4 separate regions of the Pan troglodytes genome follow, and all the other regions are linked to region 1. A link is a contact called in public Hi-C data. All regions are on one chromosome and are shown on one strand. The core of a region is the stretch at or near the end of the contact, and the rest is flanking DNA. Distances in the headings are between cores, read along the strand shown. Region 1 holds the start of SOX4 (SRY-box transcription factor 4). Region 2 has its middle 200 kb from the start of PRL. Region 3 has its middle 280 kb from the start of PRL. Region 4 has its middle 350 kb from the start of SOX4.

Region 1 (6,345 bases), core at 1,405-3,904:
GTCTTGCACCAGCTCGGGTCGTCGGCCTTGCCGCCCGTGGAGGCGGTGGAGCCGGGCGTGGGGGAGGAGGCGATTCCCAGCTCGAGGCCGGCGCCCGAGTCCGAGCTCTCGCCGGCCAGTAGCGCTTCCGTGTTCTCGGCATTGTTGGTTTGCTGCACCATGGCCTCGGCTCGGCGGGCGCCCACGCGCGCTCACACCCTCGCGGCGGCCGCCGCGCGATCGCCGGGCCCTCCCGGTTCCCCGGGCCAAGCACACGCCGAACGGGAAGACGCGCGCGGCGGCCGAACTGGCCCCTCAGCTCCTCGCAGGGGCGGAGGTGGGTAAAGAGAGAAAAGTCCCCAAAAGATGTGGGGAAGGAGTTCTCCGCCTCTCGCAGAGGAGTTATAGTTCCCAGGCTGGAGAGTCTCTCTCTTCCCTCTCTCTCGCTCTCTCACCGCGCTGCAGTTTGCTGTCTCTCGGCTGAGTCTGGAGACCGTGCTAAAGTAGAGCGGAGTTTCTCGAATGCTGGTTGCTGAAGCTTCCAATGCAAGTTTCTCGCGGCCTCCCAGGCAACTCTTTTTTTTTTTTTTTTTTTTTCTTTTTCCCTGAAGCAGTTGATTCCAGTTCACGAGCGCTCTCGGTAGCTCAGGAAAGCGACATAGTCTCTAGCACTTAGTCCCTCTCCTACAATGCAAAGCAAAAAAGACTGTGGCTCCAGGACTCTCTGTGGGCGGAATCGGCACTAAGGAGTTTGTGCAATTATTTTGTTGCAAGGTAGGAAGCCAAAAAGCCTGCATGCAACAGACTGGCATGAATAAATGTATGTTTCCCCCTCCCTTCTGCAAGAAGGGAGCTGGTAATGGCAGGAGTTCCTCCAGTGCAGACTCTTAAAGAGCGTGCAAGAACTAGAGACCCGACAGCGAAACAGGCCTCTTCCCCTCACACACAGTTTCTCTTGCTGCAGCTTAGAGCAGACCCCAATTCCGCCTCGCGCCTCTTTATCCTTTCACAGTCTTGGCTGCAGCCAATCAGCTGCTGTAACCAACGCTTCCTCATGCCAAACCCCTCCCCCGGGCTTCCCATTGGCTTGGAACCCGATGCAATAATAATCTCCGCGTGCAATGAGAAGCTCCAAATCTGACCTCATTCCAATTTACAGAGCAAACTTTTTAAAAGGGCTAGAAGTACAGCTGAGATTTCTGCTGCCTCTTTTTTCCTTTTGCTGTGTGTGTGTGCGCGCGTGTGTGTGCGCGCGTGCGTGTGTGTATAGTGTGTGAAGAGGATGTTAATGCATGAAATTATTAAGGGGAGAGACGGAAATGTATTCTAACCATTATGTTAGATAACAAGGGGCTTGGAACGGGGCGGGGTAAGGGTGAAATACTGTAAATGGAAGCTTTCTGCTTAAAAGCCAAGTGATTATTTTTATTAGTTCTTTTCAGCATTGGAATAAAGAATCAGCCTCTGGTGCAAAATCTGTTCCCCAGCTCTTTCTTAAAGCCAAAGCTGTAAAGGGGAAGAGAAAGCCACAAAACAATAAATCAATGGATATTGAAAACCATTAAGAAAGTGGTACCTGGACACCTGTCATCACAATTATTTTAACAACTCTAGGTACAGCACAGATGTTGATGTATTGTGTAAATCCCTTCAGAACCGTTTTTGTGCTGTTTGTGGAAGGCAGGGAAGAGGACTTTGCAATAATTGCTTACTCTCTTAACCAAGCAAGGGTCAACTATGGTTATTTAATGATTTAAACTCCCTGTAAATCCTGCATAGCCCAAACGGGGGAGCTTTCCCTTGAAACACATTAGGTAGTGCTCCGTAATTACCTCAATAGGCAGATTTCCAGAGTTTTGTATAGGATGTATAATGGCATGTAAAGGATGGAAATCGGTTTTACTTTCTAAATATTTGTTTTCCCTGTTTTCAAAATTAAAGATTGCTTCACTCTCTTCCCTCTCCTCCTCCCAAAGCCATCTTCCTCCTTTCCTTCTTATATATTTCCTCTTATCTGTTACTTGAATCGAAGGGAACTGAAAAATCAAGGCAAAGAGAAACTGTAGAAGGAGGTGATAACTGGTAGCAGAAGAGAATGGGGCCTCCGGATTCATAGTAGACCTGGCTGCTAATCCTTCTTAATGGTTTGTAACTATGGGGATGTGGCCAAGTCTCAGTTTTCCTCATCTATTATATGGGAACACTAGGAGCTACTTTATAGAGGGTTTTTATGAGGGTTCAATGAATTTGTGACTATGAAGCACCTGATGTATTGTAAGCCCTCAATGAATACTAATACCTTCCTTTCTAATTCAGATGCCAGACACACTCCTAGTAAAAGCTGCATGTTGTTCAAGAGGCTAAAACAGAATAGCCACTTATGTAAAAAAGTAATAACAGGCGGGACGCGGTGGCTCATGCCTGTAATCCCAGCACTTTGGGAGGCTAAGGTGGGTGGATCACTTCAGGTCAGGAGTTCGAGACCAGCCTGGTCAACATGGTGAAACCCTGTCTCTACTAAAAATTAAAAAATTAAAAAATTAGCTGGGCAGGGATGCATGCACCTGTAATTCCAGCTACTCGAGAAGCTAAGGCGGGAGAATTGCTTGAACCCAGGAGGTTGCAGTGAGCTAAGATTGAGCCACTGCACTCCAGTGTGGGTGATAGAGTGTGACTATCTCAAAAAAAAAAAAAAAAGTAATCACAGATCATTGATGTGAACCATAGAAGGACAATAGTGGCAACCCTGCCATTCCATTGATTTTAAAAGAAAGAAACTCCATGAAGAATACTAAGAAGAATGTGGCAAAGAAAGGATGCCAAGGTATTCAAAATAAACGTTGGCTACAGAAATTACTTGTTTTCCAATGTCTGAAAATTAGAATTGTAGTAAAAATCAGCTTTCCTTAACACTATAATAGGAAACTAATATTCTTCAGGCTAACCATAAGTGGTTAGGTAAAGTCAATCCAAAATAATTAAGTCAGCTTTTGATTCAGATTAAACTAGTGCTGGGTAGTAAATTTCTATGTATCTTGTCAAACTTTTAAAGTATGTAGGCTGGCAATAGGCCCAGGTTGTCAGACTTAGAATTTTACTGGAAAGAACACCCTATGTAGCCATCTGACTGGATCTGTAAGGATCAACCACAAGCAAAACTGTTTTTGTGGGTAAAAGCAAATAATTTTTGACGATTAGCTACTTGTATTACATAATTTTTTTAAAAAAGGAGAAACAAATCCTTAAAAAAAGAAAAACCCAAACCAAAAACACACAGGCACCTTTTTTGCATAACAGTGTTGCTGTGTTATATACTTCATTTTCTCTGGTGTGCATAGAAACACATCCTTAAATGTTACCAATCTGACAAAAAAAAATTATTTTAAGAGGGCTGTTATCTATAAGATCAATATTTTCACTAGGATAAAAAAGAATATTTATTTTTGAATTTGTACTAATGATTTGAGGGTGTAGCTAGTTTGATAATTCAGTCAAGTTGAGTATCAACATTATTGATTATATTTCTCAGTCATTTATGCTTCCATCATCGAATATGATAGGGAAGAGTGGAAGTTAAAGCAGTCATATATGTTTCTGCTTAAAACACATGGATTTTTTAAAGGGTGTACTAAAACACAGCCACTGGCCTCATTCTTTTGTTACATGTATTTTCTGTATTTCAACAAATCCAACAAATTTTAAGACACACCATTATATTACATTCCACCAAGGAAGAAAGCTGCCAATGAAACTGTGATATCCCCCTAGATGTAGGATGCCTCCTTATTTCAGGAAGAGTTGAAATGAAAAGAAAAATTTCCTCTTAGACTTGATGAAATATGGTATCAGTAACTTCCATTGACTTTATAATTACTGTATATATATTTATATATTACACAAGTGCCTAGACTTCTGAAATAGATCTGTTCTAATGGGTTAGTTCTCTTAGAATGTAAGAAAACATATGACGAATGCCCTTTTATTAAAGTCATCTTTGTGACCAACTAAGTGTGTGCACACTGGAATGTGTTGGACCTCTCAATACCAAATAATGAGAAAAGATTTCTCCCTTCTCATTCCCTAACTTCCTATGCTCTGTAATCAGTTCTCCATTACTGACATTTTTTTCCCCAAATACCAGATATTTGGTGGCCCCTACTAAATCAGTACGCAGTGTTCCCTCTGCTGGCTTTGCAGTACATGAAGTAATTCTTAATGCTAGTCTTTTAGCTGTATTAAGAGAAAGCCAAGATAATTTTGCAGAAAAAAAAAATCCTGGTTTAGAATAATAAACTGTCTTTGTTAGCAATGATGTTAGACATTTCCAATTTTGAATTAGGTATTTTATTTTATTCCCTTAAATGATGGAATTCCATTTGAGATGTAAGTGTAATATCTGCTAATGCATTTCTTCTGCTCTCACACATCTACACAACATAAAATCTCACATCCATACAATGGTATGGGGCATAGATGAAATAAGATTCTATTCCACTGCTTAATATATTCCTTTGGCATGGAGGGAGGGACCTGAATGGAAATTAGTTTAACAAATCTGGATTTGCACTGATTTGCAAGATTTTGCCTTGCCTTGGTTATAGAAACTATGATTGTAGGCGCTAGTCAGACCTGACAAGTATTCAGTTCAAATAAAATAAAGAGGAGGAAAAACTGTGTAGTTGTTACTTTACCTGACAAGGAAGAAGCCCTGGGAAATCTGATGTCATTGGCCTTTGTCAACTGAAAGGCGCCAGTTTTTTTGGGTCCACACTTTATGGAAAAGAAGCCTCCATGTGAGGCTGATTTACTTCTCAGTCAAGTAGACAAACATAACTTGCACTTCATCCTTTTGGGCTGATGACATTGCATTGTAACTGGGCTCAGCGCGTAATGGGGGTGGGGGTGCGTGCATTGAAAAATAATATATGGAAATAACTCATATTTGCAAAATATCAAAATAGGATTCTGGGGTAAATGAAACCTAGCATTTATTTTTATCACTAGAATAAGCTAAGAGTTAAGAAACCTGCATTTGTAACAATTGTACCATTTTCCTCTCATAACCAGTGACTAGCACACAGTAGGCTTAAGCTGTTCATGCCAATGCCAACTCATTATTCCTTTCCTTCGATTTTCTCAAGAAAACAAGCAGAAGACGAATGTTTGCAGGGCCACTTGGATTGCAAGCATGAATACAGGCTTCTGCTTCTATTCTAGAGGCAGAGAGGCACGGCACCCGGGGAGAGCCTGGGTTTGTCTGCAGCCAGCCGGCTCCCAATCTGGGGAGAAGCAGCCGCCAGGTGGCATCGCTGAGCCTCCCTGCGCCCGCGAGGCGAGGTAGGAAATCGTGGGGATAGTCAGTCTTCTTTCTTCTCCCCCTTCCTCCTCTCCCGACCCCCCTACCACTCCCTACCACTGTACCTTCTTTAGTTAGAGGCTTAAACGCTCAACGAGTAACAGGGTATGTCGATGAATTCTGATTTTTTTTCATAAATCAAAGTTTAGGGCAACCACCCGCCGCCTCCTGCTCACTTGTCAGGAGCTCCGGGTGACTGGGGAAGCCTAGACCAGCTTCCTGTCTGGATCAGGTAACCCAAGTCGGGGGATTATCAATTTCAGTTTCCCTGTCTTCTTGCTAAAGTGAATGCAGTTTCTCCGGCTTCCGAGAGCGGCTGCAGAGAAACGACGCGCCTTACTTAAGGACGCCAGTGCAAAGGCCACTCCCTACTCAAAAAAAAAAAAAAAAAAAAAAAAAAAGAGGTTTCCTTCAGGCAGAACGCCTTCCGGAGCGCAGCGACTCGGTCTCGCAGGCACAGCGCTCTCCCTGGCTTAAGCTCGCCGAGGATTAATGGTGCTCAGCCTCGCTCCGCCGCGGCAGCCGAACCTCTCCTTTCGCTTACAGTTACAGGGAGGAAATAAATTGGAATCGACTCAGACTGTGCTTTCTGGAGGAAAGTCCTTCCTACTGTAAACATGTTTCAGGCGATCCTGTCAGCAGCATTTTAACACCCGTCTTCCGTTTAGGTTTTACGACCGGGGAAGGAGCTGAAGACACGCGCGCGCACACACACACAAACGCGCGCGCACACGCAGCCCAAGCGAGGACACCTCCCGCACCCTCGCGGGCTCCCAGCCCTCCTTTGAATTTGCAACCGGTCGCGGATAGGTTGGGGGGGTCGTTTCCCAGGAGCTTGGCTCCTCTATCCTCCTACCTCATCCCCTGGCCCTTGGAGATGCTGTCCAGTTCCGTCACTGACCAGAACTGACAGCCACTTGGCCCCCTGCTCTCTTGGGTGCCCAGCATCCTTTGCTCTGGACGACTAAATGCTCTCTGTGAGCCTTGCTTGGATGGTACGGTGCGCGCTG
Region 2 (6,345 bases), core at 1,854-4,353, 510 kb before region 1:
AAGACTTTTTTTCTTGTTTGCCATTCTATATCCAATAGCAATGACTATGAATAAAAGGCAATAATTAATATAACTGGATGCTGAACTTTGATTTGTTTTCTTGGTTATGTGGGTTTCTTCTTTGCTTGCCTAATGGGGGGTTTAAAAAATCAGACAAAGCAGGAGTGAAACACTTTGTAATCCATAAGTACTATATAATCTAAAGGATGATTAAACACAAGAAATTAGCTATTTATAGAAGACGTTCGGTGTTAGATAGCTTAAACATTTCTGTAGAACAGCTCATGGTGGTGGTTATCTAAGAACTGCCATCCCAAAGCAAGAACAAGACTAGGGGGAAGCAGATAGCGTACTGGCAAAGCAAAGCTTCTATCTAACTGGCTAAGTCACAGACATTGCTTAATTTCCTCAAGTTCATGACTTTCCCTTAACTCCATGGCTAATGGAAATTCATTTAAGACAGCTTTCTGGGATTAGAGTATTACAGCAGCATCAGTGAGATGGAGAATTTCAAGCTAGCCTCTGTTCAAGCATTTACAGATTTATAACTAATTAGATCCTGTCCACACCTCACCTGAAATCATGTTAGCAAGATCCAAGTTAAAGTACATTAATAGCTAGCCGGGGTATAATACAGTCCTTTAGGCCATCCTGAGTAGCACCGTAATAAGATTTTTTTTTTTTCTATTTCAAGATTCCTTTAAAAGGAAAGAATAAATGAGTTGGTCTCAAGGAAGCCACAGATACAATGCCAAGATTCCAAAATACAAGCACCTTGGTCACCTGTCAGATATATAAATTGAACAATAATTACAAAGATAAGCAGACAAATGCATACACACACTATCTTACCTGAGGATATAAGCACAGTTTTACAATTTTTAAATATATTCAATTATGAAAGAAGAAAATTGAAGAGATAAAAGAATATCTGATGGAATATGGAATAAAATGTATATTTATTTTATAATACGGGGGTTACTCAAGGTTTAAGTAAACGATTGTCTAGCCATCTGTTATAATGTAGATTTTAAAGTGCCTTGTGGTGGTCAACACTGCAGATACCTAAATCAAATTGAGAGAATATCTGGAGTGAATGAAAACATAATTTATTTGAGTATAACAATCCAATGTTGTTCATATAATTTGGAGCAGCATAATTCATTACAAATATGTAGGAGCAACCTCTGACTCCCAGAATACAAGAAAATATTCAAATGTGGACAATTCATATTAATAAACTGTCTAATAATGTCATCATGTACCTATTGTATGAACAGAGATACTATTAACTATCAGGACATAATATTTTGATTTAGTTCAGAGGACAGGAAAGAAATGGAGTATTCTAAAGATCTCTACAACTGGGTGAGAAGTTACTGATGGCCCTGGTAGAGACAGTGGGACAGTTTTCCATACTTATTGTGGACATTTATTTAGAGATCTGTGGGCACATGTTCATTATATAAACTCTCGTGTCATTCATCAAAATTGGGATTCAGCTCAGCTAAGGAATGGCACAATATGATCTCCGTGGAGCTCTAAGTCTAAAGAAATTAAATAAATAAGAAAAAGCACAGAACTCAGCATCCACTCTGACTCATTATTGCCTTTTATTCACGGTCACTGCCAAGGTTTACCCTCCATTAGGAGACTTCACCCAGCCTCGTCTGTCTACTTCAATCTGGTTTCTATTGAAATGAAAAGAGTCACTTGTAAAGCAGTAAATTCATGCACACATTAAAAAAAAAAAAAGAGTGTGCTGATAGTTCAGAATAAATTTTTTTAAAGGCTTTCTTCTTTCCTTTTGAAAAGACTAGCAATCTTAGGAACTGTCTTTTAATGTGATGGCAGAAGCAGTCACAGTTACTGCATTCAAAATGTTATCAATAGTCAAAGTTTCAATCATGCAGTACCCCTAGGAATTCCAGAAGATGACAACTGTCCAACAATTAGACAAAAACACAAGCCACTGTCTATCTACCTCTACTTTTCACTCATGTCCTCATGTGGTTTTGTATAGGAAGGAAAACTTTGGGGAAATTGTGTTGTTTTTAAAGTGGGTAAATACCTGTAAGACACCTACATGTTTCTAATTCTGTAACTTCTATCCGGAGAATGACCTGACTCTCGGGTCCTGGGGATCCAGCTCACAGTAGAAAGCACAATTCTACTAGGTTATCTTACACACTCACTAGGTGCTCCCACCCTTAATGTTGGTCATTAACTAGTCACGATGACAAATAGCTGGTCCAGCTTGGCATCAATTCAGACCCATGGCTGAGGTGCCAAACACAGCACTGGAGCCCACAAGCCTAGACGACAAACTGACAATCTCTGACAGTTCGTGCCTGGGCCAAGATCTGAACCACGAGGCAGGGCAAAACTCCCATCTGCTGTCCATCTGCCACCCTGCCCCTATCAAAAAAGGTTACACCGTGAGCCACAGACAGATGGGCACTGCAATGATCAATTAGAAGAAAAAAAAGGGAGCCTGAGACGATTAGAATGATGACCTTTGATCCAACATGGAAATCCCAGTAGTAATAAAAATCATGCATAATTTCAAGGTCTTTTAATTGTGTAAAACAGATATTGTATCTTTTGCCAACAATAAAAATAAGCAAAGTGATGTTTATATTCCATGCACTAAGTATATAGTGTGCTAAGTACAATATACTCTCGAAGAAAAAAATCAGTTAAAGATGTGTGTGTGTGTGTGTGTGTGTGTTGTCCTCGCTTGAAGTTGTTTTTTCTCAATGACACATCAGTAAATTTTAACCATGTTATTAAACTAATAAAACAGCAACCCTTTATAAGTTTCTAGTAGTGTATATTTTCATCAGAAGCATACTTTACATAAACAGGAAACTAGGATAAGTCAGCTCATGTATTAAACAAAAGCCTTAAGACATAAAGGGAATAGTAAATTCTTGAGCTAAAGCTAAGTGTATGTTGTGTTTCCATAGCAAAAGCAACTTTTGCAAAGCAAATATATACCCTAGACAAAAGGCAGTTGTTCAGTTCATTCAACATAGAATGTGTACCTACCATGTACCAGGGAAAGCGCTAGAAGCTAGGGATAAAAAGAAAAGACACAGATGGTCTTTGTCTCCAGGGAGCTTACAGTCTCATGGGGAGATGGGTGAATACACTGCTTACTATAATATAGTAAAATAGCATGGTGGAGAAAGGATATGGAGCCATGTGGCTGGCCCTTGAAGGGAGAAATGGTTACATCAGTTGTTTGGAAAAAGTAAGAATGTCATGTGTGTAGTGTTTTAATTTTCATATGCTTTTTACAGATTTATAAAGTTTAATTTTCCTTGCAGTTTACACAGGAGAATCAAATATGGATAATCCATGTTTTAAAAAAGGAAGAATAATCTTTCAAATAATGTTAGAATTTTTTAGTGTAACTTTCACCTTTTGGAACCACTTTTTATAGCAAATTATATTCTAAAAGTTGACATGAAACAGAACTCCAACTAGGCAAATTTACATATGAATTCATAATAAATTTATTATCTAATGTAAAAAATGAGAACTGTCTCACAAAAAGACATACGGAATGTCCTAAGTGGCTTTACTCATGATAGCTCAAAAATGGAGGTGAGTCAAAAGTCCAGCAAGAGAAAAATGAACAATGAAACTGGGGAATATTGATACAATTGAATATTCCCCAACAATATAAATGAAATAACACACAACACATGGATGAAAACACAACACATGCATGAATCTTGAAAACATTATGCAAAAGAGTGCACACTGTATGCTGCTATATATATATATGCACCTGAAGAGCAGGTAACTAATCTATGCTGACAAAGGTGTGACTGACTCTAGTTGCAGGGTGGGAGCTATTGAAAGGAAAAGGGTACAATAAAAATTTCAGGAATGACAGAAATGTTTTATATCTTGATCTGGGTAATATATGTAAAAAGTGTATAGACTTTATGTGAAAATTTATTGAATTTTACATTTAAGATCTGTGCATTTTACCGAGTGCCAATTATATCTCAACTTTGAAAACTGTGAAATACTGAGGTCATGTGATACAATAAATTAGAGATTAATCAGATAAGTATTTTTTAAATTCTCATAATCATATAACAAAATGTCTAAATAGTTCATCATTTCACAAATAACAACATAAATTCAGAGACTTGCTATTTCTATGCCCACAATTTCAAAAGGCAAACAAGAATAATAAATGTTTGGAAAGTGTCCATTAGGATACTCTTTCATCTGAACTGCAATGTGCTTCTTATCTGAGCCATATTTAAATAATTTGATCCAATTCAGGGTCAGAAGGGTATCATAAGCATATGGAAAATCTTATGGTTTATCATATGCCCATACATCCTTTATTTTTTTAAAGAACAATTTAACTTCAATGCTACATAAAATGGCCTTGCTGCCCTCATTCTTTCATTTCCTTAAAAGTCACTAATCACCATCAAAAAAGTAGAAATACATAACACAGGATTCACATTAGCCCTTGATTATTCTGAGGGAAAAAAGAAAAGAAAACGATACTACATCCAAAATGTGCATCAAACACAGTAATTTATCCTTTGATTTTTATATTGTATCACTATGTAAACTCGACTTCATAAGGAAGTTGTCACTGACCTACTATTTGAACTTGACAACAAGAAACATTGTCACCAATGTTAATTTTAAACTTGATTTTTAACTAAGCCTTACACGTAAATCATCTCAAAGAATCAGTCGTAAAGAGATTTAACAATATCTAAGAATTAGTTATGCATTAGAAAAATAATACCACTTTAATTTACATACATCTTGATTCTGATGGCACCAAGCACTTCAAATATACAATTGGTTTTATCTTTAATAACCCAGTGGAGAAGGAAAACACAGTGTTGTCTTTTACTCACTGACAATAATACTAAGTACACAGAATAGGTGGAATGTGAAATCTAAAGTATCACAAGCAGCTATTTTATTAAATTGTGTGTGTGTGCATGTCTGTGTAATAGTCACAATTTAACAATCACTTTTGCTCTTTTCTACACAACTGACTCATGAAGACAGAACTTCATCTGTCACAATGGTTTGGTTAATTTTTTTTTTTTTTTTTTGAGACAGGGTCTTGTTCTGTCACCCAGATTAGAGTACAATGGCACGATCATGGTTCACTGAAGCCTTGACCTCCAGTGATCCTCCCATCTCAGTACTACCATATTACCATGCTCAACTACTACCCTCTGGAGTAGCTGGAACTTACAGGTGCAAGCCACCACATCCAGCTAATTTTTAAATTAAAAAAATTTTTTTTGTGGAGACAGGGTCTCACTATATTGCTCAGGCTGGTCTCAAACTCCGGGGATCAAGCAATCCTCCCACCTGGGCCTCTCAAAAGGCATGAGCCACTGTGCCCGGCTTGGTTTGGTTAATTTTAAAAGACAGGTTCTATACCTTGACATATAATCAGTATTTTTTTCTGGCAAAAAAAAATTAATAAACATTCTAGTTCAATCATGGTAGCCCATTCCTCATTCTAATCACAACTAAAAACTGAATAAAATACATTTAAGAAAACAACCACCTCTCAAAAGCAAACAAACCATAGAAGAGAGGCAAAAGTTGGAAAAGTGACCTGCACAGTGATGAGTTTTCCATGTTGCTTCTTTCTTGTGCAATATGATCTCAAGGGTAGACCTCAGTTGCAAAATGGTGAGGAAATGGCAGCTGCAGAAGCAGATAAACTCTGAGATAAATCCTGTTTCTCTGGCAAAAGAAACCAAAAAGAAAGACTCCTGCAAGCCCGAGAGTTTAAGGAGAATCCCACAGATAAAACAGAAAGCGAAGGGAATCCTTTAATTTGTGAATGAACCTCACAAAACTATCAGCATAATTCCTGAAATAAGCATACATGAGACAGTCCCAAATAAAGATCACAAATGCTTTGGAAGCCAAACAGAGATTTGAGCTGTCTGCACAAGTCTTACTCTAACCCCTGAATTGCAAATGCATAGGAGGGACACAAACCCAATAAAGCCAAGAATTTAAAAACTCAACTGAGATTTGAACTACCTCTCATAGAAGATGACACACAACTTACAGTCTGAATTTAAGTGGCCTGATTGCTTGCTAAAATAAGTATATTAGGAATGTTCTAACAGACTGTATTCAACGGAGATTCACAATATCCATACCATCCAAAATTACTCAGTAGACCAAAAAAAGACCAATTCTCATGACAAAAAAACCAAAAACCTCTCAAGTTACCTGATGATCTAGCTAGTTTAAGAAAGTTTAAGCAGCTCTTATGACTATGCTTTATAAGTAAGTAAGAACACTCTTCAAATGAAT
Region 3 (6,345 bases), core at 1,508-4,007, 430 kb before region 1:
GAAAGAACAAAAGATCATTTATTCCAGCCCAAAAAATTGACCATGCAACTAAAATGGTTAGTTCAACCCCACAGTGGTTTGGGGGAAAGAAGCTATTATCACCTGCCTGCACAGAAGATGTTAAATGTTTAAGCTCTGAGTCCTGGCCCTACGATGTCTCTATAAGAGCAAGGAAAAGGGAAAACTAGACTGATACAGCAACCACCCCTGATCAGGTAAGGTGGGGAGGAATGGAGAGAATTGACTCAAGGTACCACCTCAAATGTAGCTAGGAAGAAAAGAAAGTATGGTGCTATGGTAAGGTAAAAATATCGTATCTCTATTTTTATTTTTTGAGACAGGTTCTCACTCTGTTACCCCAGGCTAGAGTGCAGTGGCACAATCACAGCTCACTGCAAGCTCCACCTCCCAGCCTCAAGCCATCCTCCCACCTCAGCCTCCCAAGTTGTTGGAACTACAGGGGCGCATCACTATGCCTGGATAATGTTTGTATTTTTTGTAGAGATGAGGTTTCACCATGTTCCCCAGGCAAAAATCATCTCTTTTAAGACAACAGACCCAGATTCAAATCCTGCCCCAGCTACTTGCTAGTTGAACTGGGCAAGTGGATTAACTTCTGTTTTCCATTCCTTTCATGTAACACTTATCTATCACTGCATGCCAGGCACGCTTCTAAGTACTTTACAATTTAATCCCAACAACAAACAATTGAGGTTAGTTCTGATATTATCCCCACTTTACAAATGGAGAAACTGAGGCACCAAGTAGTCCTATACCTCGAAAGTGGCCAAGTTATCATTTGAATCCTGGCAAAATCATTGATTTCGGCGGTCTGGCTCCAAAATCCCATCTCTGAAGCTCTACATTGCCATATTTATAAAAGACTTACTTTTCAGTGAAATATATGTACAGTACCCAGCACAGTGCCTGACATTTTGCAGAAGTTGAATAATTTACCTCCCTTCCCTCACTTCTCCCTATTCTCTCTCCCCACACTGTGGGAGGCTGGAGGCAAGATTCTGCACACACAGAAAGGCAACTACGCCAATCCGCAAAGGCCCAGGGGCTCTAGGGCAAGCTAGAAAACAACCCTCTGTCTTAATCCCCTGAGGCCTGGAACAAGAGCTCTAACTCAAACAGAGATGTCCAGCATTTCCAGACAGAGGCTGCCTCTATTTATTACAATCTGCATTCAAGGCACAAGGGCTGCAGACAAGCCTTAGGGAAACTGAAAGGTTTGTGATTTTTGCACTAGCAGCTGTATACATATATGTCTAATACAAACACAACACCCCCCCACCCACGTCTAAAACTTATATTGTTCCTACCAGAGGGGAAAATGATCTACTTTCCAGAACCTTCCATTTCCTAGAAGTTGGCAGAGTTTCTGTATCAGGCTACAGCTTTCTTTAGGACAGCCTGTATATTTCTGGGGAGCTAAAGGATGGAGTCTCTTTTGAAAATTATTAAGAACAAATTAGGCCCAGTGGCCCAGGGGAGCTGTGTTGTAAAACATGAGAAAACTTTGTTTTCCAACTCTTTGGCAGTATTTTCATAAACTGACGACAATGAAAGGACAGAGACTATTTTTGTACATTGATATTATTCTAAAATATCATGGAGAAAGGTGTGAATGTTATCAGTTAAATGATTTAGTTGGGCAAATAGTGACTGCACAAAATAGAGGATTTATATCACTGGATTTTTCTAAGTGCGCAATGAGGACATGTTGCTAATTATAAGAAGTTCACACATGCTACCACATAAGAATGCTTTCTACGCAATCTTTCTCTTTCTCCTTAATTAATAAAAAGACCTGTTTTATGCTACGGGAACATAAAAAAATTATTATGCGAAAAAAATATCACTATAATCAAGCATTGAAACTATCACTATCACACTGACCCTGAGAATTTGCTAACGTAGTTTAAAAGTAATTAAGAAGGAAAGCTAGCCTTCTACATTTTCAGTCTCGGTCACTGTGGCTACTGGGTTCATCGATGACTGCCAAATCTTGCAAAACTACAGTCCCCTTATCCATGTGGTTTTTAAAACTATAAGCTTCTATTGTGAATAAGCTTGATTTTCTGCTTTAGAAATCTATCAACTGCCAGTCTGTTCTCACGGCATATTGCTAAGAGAGACTCCACGAAGAGCCCAGGTGCACACACCATGAATCAAGTTCTTCATACATTTTAATTACAGTTTATCACAAGTGGGAGAGGTAAGTGAAGAAGGCTTCTTCATAAAATGTTCATTAGAAATGGCAATTTTCCATAGGGGAAACAAACATGGCATCCTTCAACTTGTTAATCCGAAAAGTCCCCAGATGTGAATTGTGCCTCTGTAAAATCATATGCAAACCACATTTAGGCCTGTGGCTCAGCCCAAAACTTTTGAAGAGGGGAGTAAGGGACAAGGAAGGAAACGGAGTGAGCAGTGAAAGAGGAAGATGAAGTTTCTCAGACTTTGTGGACATGTACAAAACAGTTCTTTCTACTTACTATTTAAGCTATTACCCCCTTGCAGGGGGGAGGTTTGTTATCTCCTTAGCCATTTCAAAAGCCTTGGGAGGGAGCAAGCCAGTAAGGGAGTTTTTCTGTGTGTGTCTGTGAGTCAGCAGAAGCCGGAAGCCTTACAAAACGACTTCAAACAACAAGCTGGAGAGCAGGACAATAGCTTCCACCTCCAGACAGTGAGAAATTGCATTATCCTGAGGGGATCACGGCCACCCATGCTCAATGGAGATAAGTAAGAACATTCTCTGCTCTGGCCAATAGGAGATCTGCAGCTACAGCTGCTCACAGAAGCTCTGGGTGGCCTCCATTCCAGCGGCTCCAAAAGGTTTCAAGGCACAAAAACACTGCTGCCCGGTGGTGCTCCCAAGTGCAGGGGGTGGAGGGGAGAGGCTGACGAAGACGAGGGTGGCAAGCTGCATCCCCCCACCAGGTGCTCCAAATCCCCTCTCCCAGCTCAGGGAAATCACAAAGAGGTCTCCAGGCGGATTCCAGGCAGGCGGCTGGTGCAGAGCCTGTGCCTCACCACCACCCACAGCAATGAATGGAAACTGCCCCAGAGACTCCAGAAAGTGGGGAGAAATTCCCTGCTAGGCAGTTCAGTGCTCTAGGAGCAATAGTGTAATTAATGGCACTTAGTGAAAGAGCAGGGCATTCCAAATTCAGCCACAAGGAAGAAAGACGCCTTACCACACACCCTACACAGCAGGCACAAAGCCCCTTGTCGTGTTCCCTTTAGAGACTCAGGCAAATCTGATCAGGAACTGACATTTGCAGTACAGTTTTACATTTACCAAAAGGCATTAACTGTCCCCTGAGAGAAGAAAAAAATCTTCACATTTGATGGAAAGTTATGTGAAAGTTACAGTATGAGCTCACTTTGAGGATACCATAAATCACATAGAGGAATTACCTGAGTAAAAACATTTATTTCACTTATTAATAGTATCTGATATCCAGTTTTATAGTATTTCTTATGTTTCCCATTGTCATAGGTTATATATATACTTTTAATTTATTTTGAGACAGGGTCTTGTTCTGTTGCCCAGGCTGGAGTGCAGTGGTGAGATCACAGCTCACTGCAGCCTCCAACTCCCAGGCTTAAGCAATCCTCCCACATCAGCCTCCCAAGTAGCTGAGACCACAGGCATGTGCCACCACACCCTGCTAATTTTTTTAATTTTTTTTGTAGAGACAGAGTCTCACTATATTGCCCATGTCAGTTATATTTTTAAATGTTTCCTTGCCTACAGCTAATATCTACATAGTATGTTCGATTGACAAGAAAAAAAAAAACTAGTTGGAAAGTATCAGATATGCTGCTAATACAGAAATCTCATATTTGCATATAGTCCCCAGACCAAACAACCCCTCTGCAGAACCTAATGTTGTATAGAAACTCTTTTTAAAGAAAGAGTATATATTTTTATTTTCTTTATTTACATATATATATACACACATAAAAAGAGAGACACACTTATGAGTGTGTGTGACCGTGACAAGCAAGAAGGGATTCTAGAAGGATGCAGAAGATGGGAAAGGTAGTACTAGAACTGGAGCACTGCTACCACCTGAATGCTGACAATTTCATGCAAAACCAAAATGGATGGAGGTTTTAAAAATTAAAATTAACTTGTCTGGCAACTAGTGCATTGAAGTGGAGGTTGAAAGACTAGGGAGACCTTTTCCACTCAGCCCTTGATTTGCTGTGGGGCCTACATCAAGTTGTGCTATGCCTCTGTTATAACATCTGCAAAATGGAGATAACACTTCCTGCTACCTACCTCGGAGAGCTGTTAGAAGATTAGATACCGAAAAAGAAAATCCTCAAAGCCCTTTAAGTTTCTCATAAATATAAGACATGCAATGTAAGAAAACACCCGTACTCTCTACAAAAGCCCTGAGAGACTCACGGCTATAGAAATAGGAAACAGACGCCAGCTGTACAGCATGGATGCATTCACAATCAGGGAGGCTGGCTGCAGATTCCAGTGACAAGGCAGGGAAAATAACTCTGACATTCGCATGTACTCAGACAAAACACCCAGGAAAAGGGAGGAAAATAGTATTGTTTCAGTAGAGCACCAGTAAGTGAAAAGAAGCAATCTTCACAGATAACATTCCTAATTCCTGCTTAAAAGTCTGGATCTACAAGAAGACAATCAAGTGACAACATTACACTGGTAGCCTTTAAGGTTTAGAAAAATCTCATATTAAAGTAAATTGGGCCAAGTAGAGTGGCTCACGCCTGTAATCCTAGCACTTTGGGAAGCTGAGGTGGGAGGACCGCTCGAGCCCAGTTTGAGACCAGCCTGGGCAACACAAGAATACCCCTATCTCTACAAACAATAACAATTTTAAAAATTAGCCAAGCATGGTGGCACACACCTGTGGTGCCAGCTACTCGGGAGGCTGAGGTGGGAGGATTGCTTGAGTGCAGGAGGTCAAGTCTGCAGTGAGCTGTGATCAAGCCACTGCACTCCAGCCTGGATGACAGAGCAAGCCTCTGTCTCAAAAATAAAATAAAATAAGTAAATTGGCTCTCTAGAGGGGTAAGGGTAATAACCCCCACACTGAACAAATGTAAAGAAGAGAATGCATAAATTACAGTATTTTAAATTAATTTATACTGGAAACAAAAGCCATGCTTGACTGTACATAGCCATCTAAGGAAAATAATTACTCTTGGGTCCATAAGGAAATTGGGAGAAAAGTATTAAATGTTCATCTATTCTAAGATATTCTGAATTATGAAAAGTTTAAAATTCAAATTAATCAATTAATTAAACACATATTATTATTATATCAAGGATGCATTGTGAGTTACACGTCAGGTTAAAATTAAAAAAGATGAATAATATCCTTTTCCTGGTTCTCATGAACCTCAAAGTCCAGCAAGGAGAGACAGAGACAAAATAAAGTATAACACAATGTGGGAAGGGTTTGAGTCAAGTATAAACAGAGTGCTAAGGAAGAATAGAGGGAAGATGTAATTGATTCTGTATGGAAAAGAGGAGGGGAGGGGCTTAGGAAAGTCTCAGAGAATTTGACACTTAAGCAAGACCTTGCAAAATGTACAATATTTCACCCAATATAGAGCAAGGGGAAGGGGCATTTTAGATAAATAAATGGCAGCCCACATCTCAAGGCATGTCTACATATGTCCGAGTTAAGTGTCACACAATGCAGACAGCCTGGAAGGGCCTGGATTGCAAGGTCTTTGTGAGGAAGGAGGCATCACAGGATGAGATTTTTGAAAAGAGACTTGGTATTTTCTACAACTCAATAAAAGAGAAGGAGGCAAGTGTACAGGAAGAGAAGCAGCAGGAACAGGAGGTAGCCCTGGCCCCTGGGCCTGAGACAGACCTTGGGGAAACCAACAGCATTGCTAAGGCCAGTTCTGTAGGTAGAGGTGAGGAAGACAAAGAGGCAGAGAAGCAGGAAGGCATAGTGCACTGAACCATGACTCAGAAATGGTCAAGAGTGGGACTTCCAGGAGAAGTAGCAGGCCCAACCTAGATGGACAGTGTAGTACACAGAATAATGGCCACCAATATATCAGGTCCTAATCTCTGGGACCTGTAAATGTTACCTTCTATGCAAAGACTTTGCAGATGTGATGAAATTAAAGATCTTGAGATGGGGGGATTATTTTGAATTATCTAGTTGGGCCTTAAATGTCATTACATGTATGCTTCTAAGAGGGAAGCAGAGGCAGATTTGACTACAGATGGAAGACAGGAAGGCAATGTGGCCATGGAGGGGGCAGATATTGGAGTGATGAGGCCACAAGCCAAGGGATGTCAGCAGTTTCCAGAAGCTGGAAGAG
Region 4 (6,345 bases), core at 2,221-4,720, 350 kb before region 1:
ACCTACCAGCCCTAAACCTCTGCCCACTATAAACACAGAACAAAGGTGGAGGAAGGTTATAAATATGTCTCCAAGAGCTTACATGTCTCTGAAATGTTGTCACATCTCTCCTCACAGCTCAAGTGTAAAGAAAGCTAGGACCTCGGGCTCCATAGGATCATATTTAACAGAATAAAAAATGCCTTAGCAATAACTTAGAGTTCTCATCAGATCAGTTCACTTACAAATCCAGCCCACGGAAACTGAAACTCCTTCAAAAGAGTAAAATCTGTGAGGTATATAGTTAGTACGCAATGCTGCTATCTCAATAGCATGGCATCAAAAAAGTTACACATTAACAAGGCTAATTTCTCAGGAGCATTTTGCAAAAAAAAAGGCAAATAAGCTGTTTCCTGAAAAAAAAAAATACGTGTGTGTGTGTGTGTGTGTGTGTGTGTGTGTGTGTGTGTGTGTTATGGTTCCACACACCTTAAATTCTAGGGTTGGGGGCTTTGCTTATCCTATAATTGAGGTGTCAGCAAATGTTTCTGTTAAGGGCACGATGGCAAATACTTTCAGTTTTGTGGGCCATACAGTCTGTTTCAGCTGCTCAGTCACACACAGCTCAAAAGCAGCCATAGACAGTACAGAAAAGGCTGGACCTGGCTGTGTTCCAACAAAACTTTATTTACAAAAACAGATGATATAAGCAGGAGTTGAATTCATCAACATTACCAATATTATTAAATTGTGGAAGGTCCAGGTTTCAATAATCCTGTCTTAAGCATAGTTTTGTCTGCTAGCACTGAAGTTGAGCTAAAAACAACTCAATTGCCATGGGCTAGTGTCTCAGCAAAGGAGCACATGTAACAATGATCTTTTGTGTCTTGAAGACCATGCCTCAGAACTGCTTGAAAAGTTTCCAGCATCAATAGAAGGAAATGCATGCTTTCTCTTTAAAGTGAGCTTGAGTCTTAGCAAACGGCATATGTATGTGAGCCAGTCAAACAGGCTGGAGATACCCAGGTGGTATAGACTCAAGTAAGGTAACTAGTTCAGTTGGAAATCAAAGCAATGATTCTAACCTGCATATAAACATCTAAGCTGATCTACCCAGTCCCACCATATTCAGTCACTCACTAGAACACCAAGCGAGATATGGAGATAAAAATATTTAACAACTGGCCGGGCATGGTGGCTCATGCCTTTAATCCCAGCACTTTGGGAGGCCGAGGCGGGGGCATCACAAGGTCAGGACATCGAGACCATCCTGGCCAACATGGTGAAACTGTCTCTACTAAAAATACAAAACTTAGCCGGGCGTGCTAAAAAAAACACTCTAATGTATCCAAAGAAATTGAGGTACAGAGGAATTGTCACTTGCCCAAGATCACAAAGCTAGGGCATAGGGGAGGCATGACCATATGACAGTAAACTATTAGTTCTAAGAAGTAGCAACCTTGCCTGCTAATGCAATGCTTTTCACATTGCATTCTCTGCCTCCACCACAGCTCCTGGAATATATCAAGGAATTAAGAAATATTGACTGAATAAACAAAGAACTAATGAAAAAAGCAAAAATGAGCCAGATCTCTTTCCCATCAAATATTGTGTGGACGAATACATTCACGGTTCAAAAAGAATATGCTATTTGTAATTTTCTTCTTGAGGTTGAATTGTGCATTTGATTCTTCAGATGCCACAATAAACTGCTGAACTAATGTGAGTGGCCTAAAGGAGGGGAAGTGCCACTCAAGGCAACTACGGTAATTCCGTCCTAAGGAATTATTTATGCATGATGAGAATCTGTCTGGAACATCAATGATGTCTTTATCTTCAACTACTACACACAGAGGACTCAGTCTGAGTGTGCTAATACTGTCTGCCCAGGTTTTCCCAGGACTTGCAAAATGTAAGCCTGATTGCTTAGAGAGGTTATGGCTTATTGCACATTATCTACACCCACTCATCCATCACCGTGAGACTTCGTGGTATACAAAGCAAGCTCCTCAAAGCAAGGGTTAGGATCTACTCTCTGATTATTCCTAGCTGTCGCCATATGTTGGCTTCCTGACAACAGACAGGATAGGTGCTGTCCCAGGAGACACTGCTGCAGAGAGAGGTTCCTACTTGACCACCATAACATCTGAAGTACCTAGCCCAGCTCCACAGTTGAAGGTCAAGTGGGAACAACCTGCATTCCTTCCACAGGTGTTGGCCTTTTAAAAGGAATGCAGACTTTGAGCTCCATTTATGTTTTCAAAATATTGCTTTTTCTTTGAACTAACATGGAATGTGTAACTTTATCCACAGACTGTGCAATTTTACAGCCACCCAATTTCTATGATATGACTCTTCAATATCTCAACTATTTTAAAAAATCCTTAGAGAATCCTACTATCAAGATCTAGAAAATAAAGTTTCTTCCTTTTTTCTTTGGAAAAGCTACATATAAATATGGGTGTGTGTGTGTGTGTGCCCCTTTATGCATATATGTATGTATTTTATTGGTGTTTTTTGTTATTTGGGTCTTTTTTCTTAGGATGACAACCTTAATTAAAAGGGTCAGATTACTGAACAGCCACTTCTGACCCTCCTTTCTATGTCTGCAACACTGACTATTTAGCATAGGCCATTAAAGAACCAGAAATCATTCAGGGTAGGAAAAGGTCCTACTCCTTAATCACTTAGTCTTTAAAACAACACCAAATATGTTTGGATAATTTACAAAAATTCTACGAATTTTGCCAACGGGTGAAAAGCAATAAAAAAAATTATGTTAATCAAATACATCAATTAAAACATTTAAAATATATGACCTCCAGAAATAAAGATTTTAGAGAACACCTCAGTTCTCTGGCTGTACTGATATAACAGTCTTCTGGAACTATTAATAATACCTAACTCCCCCAAAATTTTGTAATACTGAAAAAAAACACAAACATAAGAAACTTTTCATTTTATTTCACATATATATAATTATCCAAGGTGAAATACACACACACATATACCTTTATAGAACTGAAATGCCAAATTCAAAACATCTACAAGATAAATTCAGACATCAGAAGGGGGTTTCCCACAATTACATTTGCAGTGCTATCAACAAAATCGGTTTATTTTAAGATTGCCTGCCCAATATATAAATTTCCCTTTGTGTTTGAAATACTTTTATCAGATAAGATAGCTTTTGTTTAAACTGCTATTTTCAGAATTTGCTTTGGGGGTTTTGAATGCACAGAGTGGAGTAACTTGAGATTTCCTATCCTGCTTTAAAATGTGTTTCTTCTGTCTGTTTGTATTTAGTAATTTCCTGTCAAATAACCTCACATAATTAACTTTCCTTGCTCCAACCTACTTCTTTTTTCCTATTCCTACTTCCTGAGGACAGTAATAAAATGCTGATTACATTCGGCTGTTATCTGCCTTTCCCTCCTTCTCCATCCCCCTTTCTCTCCCTTTGTGGAAGCCCCCTCTCAGGTTTCAGCAGTTCATGGACAAAGAAAGACCTGGAACAGGAAGGGAAGCAAACCAGACTGCGGGAACTCCTGATCATCCATTCATCCATATTTACTGGGTAATGCTATTGCTGAGCCGGGCCCAGTAAGTAGTGGGAGATGTGCTCTGTTTTTTTTTTGTTTTTTTTTTTTTCTAAAATTCCACGAAATCCACAGACCAACTCCCCACTGCACTGTTCTGGTGTGTGTAGGAATGCCTCCCTTCTCATTCCTGATCAAAGCTTGAGATGGCTGGGAAGAGAAGTCGTGCTAGGACAGGAAGAATGTCCACTAGCGTTTACAGAATTCCACTGACAGATAGAAATAGAAATTAAACGCAGCCATTTTTCACATAGCCTGCGTTACTTCTTGATAATTCATCTTTCTTTTCACACTAATTGTATACTTTGATCTAAATTAGGCAAGTAATTCACTAGCTGTATTACCTGGGCATTCCAAACACACACGTCCAAAGACATGGCATGGGGGAAAAAGCAAAAAATGTTGTGACTCTATTAAATATTAATTTATTTTGAGACAGGGTCTCACTCTGTTGCCCAGGCTGGAGTGCAATGGCATGGTCACAGCTCACTGCAGGCTTGACTTCCAGGGCTCAAGCGATCCTCCCACCTCAGCCTCCCGAGTAGCTGAGACTACACGCACATGTCACCACGCCCAGCTGATTTCTTTTATCTTTTGTAGAAACAGTTTTATCATGTTGCCCAGGCCGGTCTCAAACTCCTGGGCTCAAGTAATCCTCCTGCCTCAGCCTCCTAAAGTGCTGGAATGACATGCATGCGCCACCACGCCTGGCCCAAATTTTAGTGTTAGAATCATACGTTCAGAACACAATGACTGATCATCTTCACATACATCAGGGTGCCCTAGCGCTATTGAAATGTTGGACCCAATAATTCTTTTCTGTGCAATGCTGTCCTATACATTGTAGGGTTTTGGTTGTGGTTTTACCCTAATACTATGAATATAGGACTCAATAATTCTTTGTTGTGGGGGGCTGCCCTGTTCATTGTTCTGTAGAATGTTTAGCTGTATCTATAGCCTCTACCCACTAGATGCTAGTTTTACCTTCACCTACCCCATTCATGACAACCAAAAATGTCTCTAGACATTGACAAATGTCCCCTGGGTAAAAAAATAAAATCACCCTCACTGAAAAGTGCTGATATACATTACACTCAGGGAAAAGAACCTGCTTCCTTACACACAAACCAAGTTGTAAAAAATCTAGCTACATCATCGTATGAAGAATTCAACCTTATAATTCCAGAAACGGCCTCTGTTCTGACCACTAAATATTTGAAGAAGTAAATGATGGTGACTTCATATCATGAATATGCCTTGAGTTCACAAGTGGCAGACCCTATTGTTCCAAACCTATTGCAAAGGGTAAAAGGGAAATCCCAAGGGACAAAAATTATAAACTTCATCATGGACCAGAAACAGACCACAAAGGCCAACTGGCAGGAGGAGCTAAGCCACAGGCTGCTGGAATCCAGAGCTATGAGCCAATGGTGCCTGGAGTTTGATACCTGATGGGCCCGTGGGTATAATTTACACCAAGCAGCTTCACTCCAGGGTGCGTGCCTTAGAGAAACTCGTGAAGCACATCAGTTGGCATACACAAACAACAGTGTTCATAATGACACTGCTACTGATAGGAAAAATCTAAATGACCAAAAGTCTACTTATGGGAGAATGAGTAAATATATTGTAGTATATGCAAATGATGTAATATTATCCACAGCTGTAGTAGAAAAACTGCTGCTACCGGTAACACTAAGTCTTAGAAACATGATTTTGAATAAAGGGCAAGTCACAAGGTGACAGTACTTTTTATGAAGTTAAACATAAGCAAATCTTAAACCTATTACAGTTATTTTAAAAACCTATTGAAGCCGGGCGTGGTGGCTCACACCTGTAATCCCAGCACTTTGGGAGGCTGAGGCAGGTGGATCACAAGGTTAGGAGGTTGAGACCAGCCTGACCAACATGGTGAAACCCCGTCTCTACTAAAAAAAAAAAAAAATACGAAAATTAGCCAGGCATGGTGGCACGTGCCTGTAATCCCAGCTACTCAGGAGGCTGAGGCAGGAGAATTGCTTGAATCTGGGAGGCGGAGGTTGCAGTGAGCCGAGATTGTGCCACGGCACTCCAGCCTGGGTGACAGAGCAAGACTCTGTCTCAAAAAAAAAAAAAAAAAAAAAAAAACCTATTGAAACCTATTTTTGAAAACCTACTATGTATGTTTTTGAAGGCAAAAGAATGAGAAACACTATATTCAGACTAGTGGTTACCTCTGGGAAGGAAGTAGGAGGTTTTTATACATGTAGAGTGAACTCTATTGGAAATGTCTATGGTGAATTCACTTACTATTATGGTTCATAACATACCTACAGTTTGTAGGTGTATGTTCTGTTCATGTGTGTGTATTTGTGCACCTTCATACGTATCAAATATTATATAACAATTTTATAATTTTTCTTCCAGGAAAAAGAAAAAAAGACCTAAGAAAAATGATGGTAAAGTAAAAACAAAAGTAAATATTAACGGATGTATTTCAATAAACTAAAAGGTGAAGCCAAAGAACAGTTATGGGATATAAGAAACCAGAAGCAAATAAATCAGTAAAATACCAGATGTCATTTGATGGATTTAAAAATTAATAACCAACTTTTTATGTTAAAAAGGGGAAAGTTGGCTGGGTACAGTGGCTTATGCCTGTAATCCCAGCACTTAGAGGCTGAGGTGGGCAGACTGCTTGAGCCCAGCATTTCGAGACCAGCCTGGCCAACATGGCGAAACTCTGTCTTTACATAAAATACAAAAATTAGCTGGGTGTGGAGGCATG

The links. A called contact is a pair of places that touch in the nucleus more often than the background predicts.
Region 2: a contact with region 1 is called in a Hi-C map of stem cell-derived neural progenitor cells, with 6 times the contacts expected there. The contact joins the enhancer-like site here to the promoter of SOX4 in region 1. A contact is called at or near these places in 1 of 7 Hi-C or Micro-C datasets (stem cell-derived neural progenitor cells) and 1 of 1 datasets of contacts at active chromatin or transcription factors (stem cell-derived excitatory neurons).
Region 3: a Hi-C map of stem cell-derived neural progenitor cells shows a contact between it and region 1, with 5 times the contacts expected there. The contact joins the enhancer-like site here to the promoter of SOX4 in region 1. A contact is called at or near these places in 1 of 7 Hi-C or Micro-C datasets (stem cell-derived neural progenitor cells) and 1 of 1 datasets of contacts at active chromatin or transcription factors (stem cell-derived excitatory neurons).
Region 4: a contact with region 1 is called in a Hi-C map of induced pluripotent stem cells, with 2.2 times the contacts expected there. The contact joins the enhancer-like site here to the promoter of SOX4 in region 1. A contact is called at or near these places in 2 of 7 Hi-C or Micro-C datasets (both in induced pluripotent stem cells) and 1 of 1 datasets of contacts at active chromatin or transcription factors (stem cell-derived excitatory neurons).

What each region holds. Positions count from the first base shown.
Region 1 is chr5:27,538,404-27,544,748 of NHGRI_mPanTro3-v2.0_pri, reverse strand. SOX4 (SRY-box transcription factor 4) reads right to left here and starts at 2,654. Exons shown (of 1, transcript XM_527244.9): 1 at 1-2,654. The coding sequence starts at 161.
Region 2 is chr5:28,048,204-28,054,548 of NHGRI_mPanTro3-v2.0_pri, reverse strand. No RefSeq gene overlaps it. Among named protein-coding and RNA genes, the nearest start is that of PRL, 200 kb to the left of the region's middle. Within about 2 kb of position 3,103, at least 1 of the 24 cell types and tissues checked has an H3K27ac peak or open chromatin away from gene starts, as enhancers often do. A contact at or near this core is called in stem cell-derived neural progenitor cells, where this site is marked.
Region 3 is chr5:27,969,998-27,976,342 of NHGRI_mPanTro3-v2.0_pri, reverse strand. No RefSeq gene overlaps it. Among named protein-coding and RNA genes, the nearest start is that of PRL, 280 kb to the left of the region's middle. Within about 2 kb of position 2,757, at least 8 of the 24 cell types and tissues checked have an H3K27ac peak or open chromatin away from gene starts, as enhancers often do. A contact at or near this core is called in stem cell-derived neural progenitor cells, where this site is marked.
Region 4 is chr5:27,891,791-27,898,135 of NHGRI_mPanTro3-v2.0_pri, reverse strand. No RefSeq gene overlaps it. Among named protein-coding and RNA genes, the nearest start is that of SOX4, 350 kb to the right of the region's middle. Within about 2 kb of position 3,470, at least 4 of the 24 cell types and tissues checked have an H3K27ac peak or open chromatin away from gene starts, as enhancers often do. A contact at or near this core is called in induced pluripotent stem cells, where this site is marked.